2 separate regions of the Zea mays genome follow, and region 1 is linked to region 2. Evidence: chromatin contacts called from public Hi-C data. All regions are on one chromosome and are shown on one strand. The core of a region is the stretch at or near the end of the contact, and the rest is flanking DNA. Distances in the headings are between cores, read along the strand shown. Region 1 holds the start of LOC103641148. Region 2 holds the start of LOC103641142 (probable LRR receptor-like serine/threonine-protein kinase At1g56130).

Region 1 (5,011 bases), core at 2,060-4,559, 740 kb after region 2:
CATGGAAGAGAGAGGAGGGGAAGAGGAGGGGGCTGCGCAGGGGAGGACGAGATCGGGCCGGCCGGGGGCGGGCGCGGCCGCACCGAGCGCGCGGGGCGCGGCCACAGCCGCCGGGGAGGGGCGCGCGGGCGCGGGAACACGGGAACACGGGCGCCACCGCCGGGAAGGGGGAAAGGGGCGCCGTGGAGGAGGGGAAACGGAGGGGGATGGGTGCCGCCGCCGGGGAAGGTGAGGGGAGAGTGAGGGAGGCCCTGCGCGGACGGGAAAACGAAGAACACGAAGAAACCCTAGGTACAACAATGGAGGTTCTCACCGGGAAAGAAGACCCTCGCCGGAGACGAGAGAAAATCCATCGATTGCCGGAGATTCGGGGATCCAATCGACGAACCGAACGCGCTGGGACGAAGCCCTCGACGAGACGAACGCAGCGGTACCCTCGGATTCGGCAGACGATGCACGGATTGAGAGTAATCGCTCGCCGGAGTTGGAACCGCCCCGAACTTCGGCGAGCAATACCGGAAGCTAGGGATTGGATTTGGAGAAAACGTTTCGTGTTCTGGAACGGGTTCGACGAGATGAAGCCGGACATGTATATATATCTAGGGTTTGGATGAGATGAAAATTCGGTTAAAATTCGCATTTTACTATTTTTCAAATTCGAAAAAACCTAGAAATCCATATTTTGTGCTCAAAATATTATAGATACTTTCAAAAATTCTAGAAAAATTCCTATAAATGTTTTGGCACCTAATGAGCTCAAAAAACATAATTAGAATTTCTAAAAACATTTTAAGTTCCACAAATAAATAGATTTTGGTTTCCGGAAAATAGAAAAATATTCCGAAAAATATGAAAATTTACCGAGCGCTTCTATAAGATATGTTAACATGTTTAAAACATATTTTGCACTTAGAAACACTATGCAACGACATGAATGCAACAACCAAAGTGCCTCTAGGGCTCATTCCACTAGGTTTACGCTAAATTAAAACAAAATAATTCTCCATTTTTAGGGAAAAGAGAAAGGAAAGCGAAAAACTGAGAGAGTAACACCTGAATTTGGTGGATATTAGAAAAGAAATTTTATACTCCCAAATTCAGGGTGTTACATACGTATAGGGGTCCGACACTTTCCCATGGGGGTCCGGACCCACTGCTGATATCCTGGAATATATCGTCTTATCTGGCCACGTGACGGCCCTGGAGCTATCCACATGGTGGGGTCGGGTGCTGTTCACCACGCGACTAGAGATAGTCGCGTGGGCACCGTGTCTTCATACTGTAGTAAGGGGTACCCCTGATTTAGGGTACCGACACACACTTTTGGATTACCATATCCTCTTTCGGCACTCTTGCCTTCCATTGAACAATTCAACCACTCGCAATTTTTTATCTCCCTATATCTCTTCAACGGAAATCCAACTTCATATGCATATCGGCTATAGAATTGGTACGCCTCGTCCACATTACTAAATGTCATACCGACCTTTGGTACCAATTCTTGATCTATACTATCATCCTATTCAATTAATGGAGTCGTCATGCAGTGCACATATATACAAAATAATCTTTCAACATGGTGAATTTCTAGGACTTCATAACTTGCACGGACAATATAACAAATACATGGGTATTCTGTGACTTCATAACTTGCACGGACTGTATAACAAATACATGGGCATTCCGTAAACTTACATGGCTTTGGAGAATGTGTGGTGTGTCCTGCTCATGTTCACCAATTGTCCTCATGGGTATCCTCTGAGTTGCTCCCACCAAACTTGGATGAACTGTGTTGCTGTCTTCAAGAATTCCTTGCACCGGTAACGCAGCCGGGGGAGTTACAGCATGCCGGCCATCTGACCTACAGGGTGCCGTCGTCGCCATAGCTTCTCTGATCCCCTGGCCGTCGCCATCGTGTATGCCCTAACTCTCCCAGGGCATTGAACAAAAGCGGCGGCGTGTAGCCCGTTTTTTACAGCTATCCTCCTATACTCACCTAAACCGTTCTGGCCCATATTCATGGCATGTTCCAAATATCCTGTGTGATTTGTATGTCACGAGATTTACGTGAACCGACATGTTACGATTACCTGCCAATTGTGTTACAGCTTCATAAACATGGCTCACCACCACGTGCGACCCCACCACGTTCCCGGATGACGCGCGCGACACCCCCACTACCCGATCTGACCACACATGTCGCGTCAGATGGATATGCATTTGTTATTGGTAATTTAAACAAGCATAAAAGCCGAACCACCTCCTGATCACGTCCCGAGACACAACTATGCCAATTTACGCAGCCAATATCGGCAAAATACGCAAGCATAAACGCGCGACCCACGTTTGACATCTACGATCCCGTCGTACCCGAGCACCCCCACTATTACCATTTACGCATTCGTTTCATTCAAATTCCGTATGCATAAACGCGTAACTGCCCACGTACGACCCCACCATGACTCGGTGCATGCGCGCGGTACTCCCACCACCTGCCACGTCGTCCCGCGCCCGCACACCTACCCTGGCCGGGGCTCTCTCCAGTAATGGAAGCCCAACCCTATATATATATATATATATATATATATATATATATATATATATATATATATATATATATATATATATATATATATATATATATATATATATATCATTGTGGGTTCGTATGTTTGCGGGCACGGGTATAATATTTTCATACCCATGAGAAAAACCCGTCGGGTTGAGAATGAAACACATACCCCACGGGTACAAACTAATACCTAAATCTGTATCTTATAGTGTTTTTCCACGTGGGTAAAATATGCCCGTTGCCATCTCCAGGGGAGAGGAAACTCCCCCACATACGGGAAAGCACTATTCATCACATAGATTCATCGCATAAGTTAATTACATCATTCCTTTATGATATTTATCTTGTTTAAGCTCCGAAATATGAAAAAATTATGAATTGAGGCACATCTCTTCTGCTTTTAGATGATGTCTAAGGTCGATTCAGTAGTTTACAATATCACAATCCTAAACATAACTACTTTTTTTTTCACATATACTCCATCCGATTAAACAATTGAATCTTTGAAAAGCACACAGATATGGTATGGTCGTATGGAACATTATATTCCTCAGCATTTTACTCCCAAAGTAGTAAAAGAACACACGGACGTTGGCATATCAAGCTCGTAAAAGACCTTTCATTGCACGTGTCGTGTACTGCCTGCCCATCTTTTAGATGGACGCATTTCCTTCTGTCACAGGTCAACGTGCAGAAAAAAACGGCGGATGAAAAGAGCAACAACAAATCCAATCATCGAATCCGGTAGTGTGCAAGAGCGATCAAGAGAGTGCTTGCGTGCGCTGTTTTGGTAAAGTGGAGAGGAAGGCGAGTAGAGCCAGCTGACGAGTGACGCCACGCGTGCGTGCGTGCTGTGCCTGCCTGGCGGGCTTCTGGCCTTCTCCTCCCTCTCTGCACGGGGAAAAGAATAGAAAGGAGCCTTCCGCTCTCACGACGTCTCGACCCGTCGACCGCTTCGCCACCACAACCCCGCCGGAACCCTAACCCTAGCAGCGGGAGCCCCATCCGCCGGGCCGTACCGATGGGACGGTGAGTCATCCGTGCTCCCCCCCCGCGCCCTACTACTCCTTCCCACTATCCCTCGCTCCCTCCCTCTCCCACGGGCCTCTCGGGTGACGGGTGGAGAGGGCGTGCCGGTACACGGTGGGATTCGGTGTCCTCCGGGAGGTTTGGTCTGGTCCGGTTGGGAAATCTGGTGTGGGATTTATGCTGTTCTTTTTACTGGGTTCAGTGTGTGTGTATGTGTGGAAATTGCGGGCTCCGCTTCTGGGTGGGTGGGCTGGGAAGAAGTTCGGTGCGGTAAGCAGTGGCGCACGGGGAAGATCGTAACTTTAGGTCGAGACGAGTAGGAATTCAAGTTCCATTTTTCCTTGGGTTTTTTACTAGGCTAGTGCCTAGTGAACTTGGAGTATGTGATTTGCTCTTCTGGTGGAATTTGGGTTTGGAGATGTCCCGTTTTTCGGGTTCATAGGACAAAAAAAAAGTATATATAACCAGTGGTCTGGTGGTGGAGTGATGGATGGATGGAGGGAGATGAAGTGACTAGTGAGCACCATGCGGTTCCTACCACGAAACCATGCCTTCAGCCCGGTTTTAACCCATCTGGCGTGAATTTTTTACTTTTGTTTTTGCCTAATGCCATTCTGCAAACACTTCTGCCGCCTGCTGGCACATTTGTTGCCCTGGTGGTATATGACTGTCCGTAGATTTAACTTGTCCTTTCTTTTTATTACTTGCTGTGTTTCATGAAACTCCTAAATCCTACCAAATTTCACTTATAAAAAAACACTAGCGTGAGGTAGACTTTTTGTGACAAAATTGGCGCTGTAGCAAAGTTTATTATCATAAACATTGGAAGCACACAGCAGCCTCAACCGCTCCTACGATAACAATTGATGAATTGTCTGTCCTCTGCTTTAGGGGGTGTTTGAATTCACTAGAGCTAATAGTTAGTTAGCTAAAAATATACGAGTAGAATTAGCTAGCTAACTAGTAGCTAATTTACTAAAAATAGCTAATAGCTGAACTATTATCTCTAGTTCATTCAAACACCCCCTTACTCCAATTTTATCTTGTTGAGGATCTGAGAACATAGACGTAATTTGGTGCATAGGCAGTGTAGCAAGAGAAAAAAAATGGGACTTTACGTCAGGATGCGTTGTAATTAAAAGTTCCTGTTTTTGGATTTCTAGGCTAGTGACTGGTGGACCAAGTTCAGGTGAAATTGGGGTTCACACTTCAAAATGTCTACTTTTTGGGGGGGTTTGTAGAAATATAACTAGTGCTCTGGATGGATCGAATGTGGATGGACAGAGATAAAAGGTGAACATGGGAGATTGTTTGATGAAATCTGGCCTTCATGTATGTTTGGGCTCATTTAACAAACCTTTTTAGTTTCCTTTTGTCTAATGGCCAATGCTTTCATCCTTGACATACTGA
Region 2 (5,056 bases), core at 2,116-4,615:
TCATACGTCATCTTGAGTGCACGAAGGAGTTTCTGTGCCTCGTACATGCTCTTTGGCAGAACGTGATCCTCCGGAAGCAGGCTGCCAATAACTGTCAACAAACCATCGAATGCGTCTCGACTCATGCTATACTGCGACTTGAACGCCATTATACGCCCAATGGCATCCAGTTGAGAAACCTTTGTCTTGCCGTGAAGGGGTTTCTGTGCCGCGTCAAACATGTCGTAGAATGTCTTTGCGGTCGCCTCTGGCTCGTCCTTCGTACGTCCTTCGACGAACTGTGCCTCGTGATAGTCGTTCAACATGTCTCCTACCCCGGCATCAGCATCGTAATCCTCGACGCGTTGTCTCACCACCTCCTCTCTCGTGAGATGCGCTTCACCATGGAAGATCCACCGAGTATAGTCCGGCGTAAATCCATTCTTCCAAATATGTTCTACCATGGCCTTCTTTGGTTTTCTTTTCCGGTTGTCACATTTGCTGCACGGACAAGGGACTAGGCTAGCTCCTTTAGCAGCTTCGCCATATGCCCGTTCCACGAAAGCATCGGTCTTCCTAATCCATTCTGGGGTGACATCATTACGTCGAACGCGGCCCGTGTACATCCACTCACGGTCCTCCATCCTCTAACATATATAACCGAGTATAGTTTAATATAGACATGTAATGCATGTACACTACGTTCCTACCTTCTAATAGGTGAGGATAGGTCCTAATCCCACCCGCGGTTGCGTAGATGGAGTTAGTTTCCATGCTCTACTCCGATCCGAGATAGAATTTCGGCAGCACCTCCCCGCTGTTCTCCGGATACACGTCCTGGCAGGGAGAGTGTACTGTCCGGAGAACAACAGGGAGGTGACGCCGAAACTCTTTCTCGGACCGGAGTAGAGCATGGAAACTAACACCATCTACGCAACCGCGGGCTGTCCAAAAAACGTGGACAATTCGAAACTGATACATTTGTAGATATGCAAAGATCTGCATATCTACACCGTATCTCTTTCGAACGGGAGACGCCTAACTGGGTTACGTGATCTACGACCATGATGCGGAAATAGAGGTTATACCTAGGGTGGCGGTGGAGTCAGGCTAGTGGGGCTGTGGCGGGTCGGTGCAGTGGCGACGCGACGCGGTGCAGGCAGACGCGCTCGCTCTAGTTCATTCGAGCAAGGTCACTATACAATCAAGCGGTTAATACAATACAAAATCCTAATAAAACACTACAAGCACTCGCTCTAGTTCATTCGAGCAAGGTCACTATACAATTCTAGTAGCTAGTTGATTCCATCCTAATCGCTCCACCAAACAAATCTACTAGCTATACAACTACAATAAAAATGATTCATACACTCACTAGGGCGCGGGCGGACGGGCGGGCGGACGGGCGGGCGCCGGCGAGGGCGCGGGCGCCGGCGAGGGAGGCCGCGGCGGGCGCGGGCGCGGGCGCTGGCGAGGGCGGCCGCGGCGGGCACGGCGGGCGGCGGCCGCGGCGGGCACGGCGGGCGGCGGCCGCGGCGGGCGCTGGCGTGGGCGGACGCGGCCGGCGACGGCACGGCGGGCGGCGAGCCGGCGATGGCGCGGAGCGGCGGCGGGCGCGCAGGGAGAAAGAAGGAGAAAGGAGAAAGAAGAAAGAAGAAAGGAGAAAGAAGGAAGCCGCGGGCGAGTATATTCGCCTTCTTTGCCGAGTGCCCGTGATCTGGCACTCGGCAAAGTTTTTTTTAATTTTTAAAATAAACTTTGCCGAGTGCCAGATCAGTGGCACTCGGTAAAGGATCCTTTGCCGAGTGTCTACCATCTGACACTCGGCAAATATTACCTTACACATCTTTGCCGAGTGCCACCCTGGGGGGCACTCGGCAAAGAAGTCTTTGTCGAGTGTCTTCCTTGGACACTCGGCAAAGTACATTTTTTTTTTATTTTGCCAACCAAAATTTTTGTGGTATGTTCCTACACTATGTAGACCTACATGTACCATTTTGGGACAATTATAACAGTGTTTTCTATAGCTAGTACATTTAGTTTGTTTATTTGAATTTCTTCGGAAAAATCAGATTTGAACTGCAGGTCACTCGAAACTTGGAAAACCGTGAATGCAAAAATGATATCCATGCTACATAGCACAAGTTACGACCGATTTCAGGAGCGGTCCGGAAACTTCGAGCACCATGCTCACTCAACATGGCCGTGAACTTGCCATACAACTGTTTAAAAAATTTATAAAACACAAACAAACTTAGAAAATCATGAAACTTGTCCACATGTCATGATATCATATGTAGAGTCTGTGATAAAAAATTTAGAATGTTTGGAGAAAGTTGTGAGACACTATGTGTAGAAACCTAAGAGAACCACACATGAAATCATAGAGTTTCAATGTGGATCTCTTAGGTTTGTACACATAGTGCGTTACAGCTTTCTCGAAACTTTTTCAAATTTTTATCACAGCCTCTACATATGATATCATGACACGTGGACAGGGTTCATGATTTTCTGACTTTGTTTCTGTTTTATACAATTTTTAAACACCTGGATGGCAAGTTTACGGTCATGTTGAGTGAGCATGGTGCTCGAAGTTTCCGGTTCGCTCCTGAAATCGGTCGTAACTTGTGCTATGTAGCATGGATATCATTTTTGCATTCACGGTTTTCCAAGTTTCGAGTGACCTGCAGTTCAAATCTGAATTTTCCGAAGAAATTCAAATAAACAAACTAAATGTACTAGCTATAGAAAAAACTGTTATAATTGTCCCAAAATGGTACATGTAGGTCTACATAGTGTAGAAACATACCACAAAAATTTTGGTGACCAAAATAAAAAAAATTAAAATATGCTTTGCCGAGTGTCTACAGAGGACACTCGACAAAAACTATGTTTGCCGAGTGCCCGATATTTGACACTCGGCAAAGACTGACGGCCGTCAGTTGTAGACGGCCGCTAACGGCCCTTTGCCGAGAGCCATGTTTGCCGAGTGCTTGACCCTCGGCAAAGAAGTCTTTGTCGAGTGCTCGGCTGTGCCGAGTGTCCTACACTCGGTAAACTAGCTCTTTACCGAGCGCAGGACGTTGCCGAGTGCGGCACTCGGTAAAGCCGGATTTGCCGAGTGCCCGATAAAAAGCACTCGGCAAAGCCACCGGCACTCGGCAAAGGCGCGAATTCCGGTAGATATACTAATATCTTTTGTAGAGATCTTCACATTAAAACCTGCACTGAAGCTAGCGTCGTCAATACCAGTTCTAAATTAACCGTAACAAAAAAATTGTTGGACTGAAGCTGCATACTCCGGTAGTGTTGCATCACCTATCGACCGAATTCACCCCATGCAACTATCAATTAAAATCGCATGCATCAAGGAGAGCACGAGATTAACAGTTGGTCAATGTTCAAAGTCGCTGCTGGCTCTGCAAGGATAGGAACGTAGTACACAAAAAGTACTGCCGTCGCTATCGCTCTCGAGTGGTATGTATGAACCTGCTGACAGGGAGACGACAATCAGATGCGCGAAGGAAGAGAACACAACGCACGCCGCTGCTAGTCAGCTTTCTGCATGATGGTGATTGCTGATATTTTGATCCTTAAATAAACACCTTTTATTTGCTTCTCTGCAGAGAACGAACGAGGGAGCGAGCGAGATGGATATGGCAGGCCGCAGCAGGTGCAGGTGCAGCAGCCATGGACGACTCCTCTGGCTGCTTCTCGCGTGCTCGTGGGTGGCAGCCGCGAGAGGCCAGCAAACAGCACGGACTGATCCAGCCGAAGGTACGTACGTATATAAATGTGCATGTCGGCGTGTAGTCTCTCCAAGACCTATATATATTGGCAGCTAGCCCCTCGCGCGTGTAAATCTCATACTCTAGTAGTAGTAGTGCTTGCAGAAACCACATCTGATATCTCCCACACAAATTTCTTGTGCAAGCTAAGTGAAATCCTACATGTATATGATGTGTTTTTTTTTGGACGGACGCAAAATTTTCATTCGTGCGCAAAGCATATATTATATACTATATTTTTTTCCGTATGCGTGCAATTGTGCAGCGGCGGCACTGAGCACGATCCTGGGGCGATGGGGGCTGAAGGCGTCGCCGGGGTGGAACATCAGCGGCGAGCTCTGCAGCGGCGTCGCCGTCGACGACACCGACGTCGACAACAGCCCCACCATCAACCCGAGCATCAAGTGCGACTGCTCCTACGACGACAACACCGTTTGTCACATCACCAAACTGTAGGCTCTTCCTCACTTCCGATCCTCATCCTCATCCTCTCCGGCTCTCCCCCTCCCGGACCACCCGCGTCGATCTGCCACCGGAGCTCACCCACCGTCTGCTCGACGAAACGCCTGAGCGGGGCTTAATTGTTACGTTATTGACTTTGGCACTGGAGAAACGTTTTTCCCATATAGACGCTCCTTGTATTTCAACCTATATATGTATGAGATGATGTCTCGATCGCTTTGACATGTTATTTGCTTCTGCAGGAGAGTGTATGGCTTGAATGTTGTCGGCCAGATACCAGCCGAGCTGGAGAACCTCACCTATCTCAGTAACCTGTATGGCATCTAACTTGTATATATTCTCAAGTTTCTTTTTTTTTCTGAATAAAGCACTCCCAACAATTATTCACAGTAATGCCCCCATATTTGTCTACCAAGAATCAGTTAACACTGCTACTTTTTATCTGGCTAACTGGCCTGGTGGCTTTGATGATGTTTCAGGAACCTGATGCAGAATTATTTGACAGGTCCCGTGCCTTCATTCATCGGGAAATTTCCCATGCAGTATTTGTAAGGATTATATTTCAAATCTTTCTTGTGCCTCGTTTACTAGCTAGCTACTGCTTTGTGTTAACCATACTTTTTTTTCGAAATTTTTGCAAGATCTCTGGCTATCAATCCGCTATCTGGAACACTTCCAAAGGAACTTGGGAACCTTACTGATCTTATCTCACTGTAACAGTTCTCCACTTACTTTTACTTTAGCTGATAAGTCTACTATAACTATAAAGCACGAGAACCTTACTGATTTTATCTCACTGTAACAGTTCTCCACTTACTGTTTACTTT

Evidence for each region. Hi-C and Micro-C count contacts between places; a contact is called where the count stands out from the background.
Region 1: a contact with region 2 is called in a Hi-C map of ear, with 2.0 times the contacts expected there. The contact joins the promoter of LOC103641148 here to the promoter of LOC103641142 in region 2. A contact is called at or near these places in 2 of 25 Hi-C or Micro-C datasets (ear and tassel).

The regions. Positions count from the first base shown.
Region 1 is chr10:64,899,510-64,904,520 of Zm-B73-REFERENCE-NAM-5.0, forward strand. It overlaps LOC103641148, which reads left to right and starts at 3,310. Exons shown (of 9, transcript XM_008664519.2): 1 at 3,310-3,601.
Region 2 is chr10:64,155,466-64,160,521 of Zm-B73-REFERENCE-NAM-5.0, forward strand. LOC103641142 (probable LRR receptor-like serine/threonine-protein kinase At1g56130) reads left to right here and starts at 3,366. Exons shown (of 25, transcript XM_008664510.3): 1 at 3,366-3,456; 2 at 3,606-3,756; 3 at 4,033-4,219; 4 at 4,472-4,543; 5 at 4,709-4,777; 6 at 4,871-4,942. The coding sequence starts at 3,630.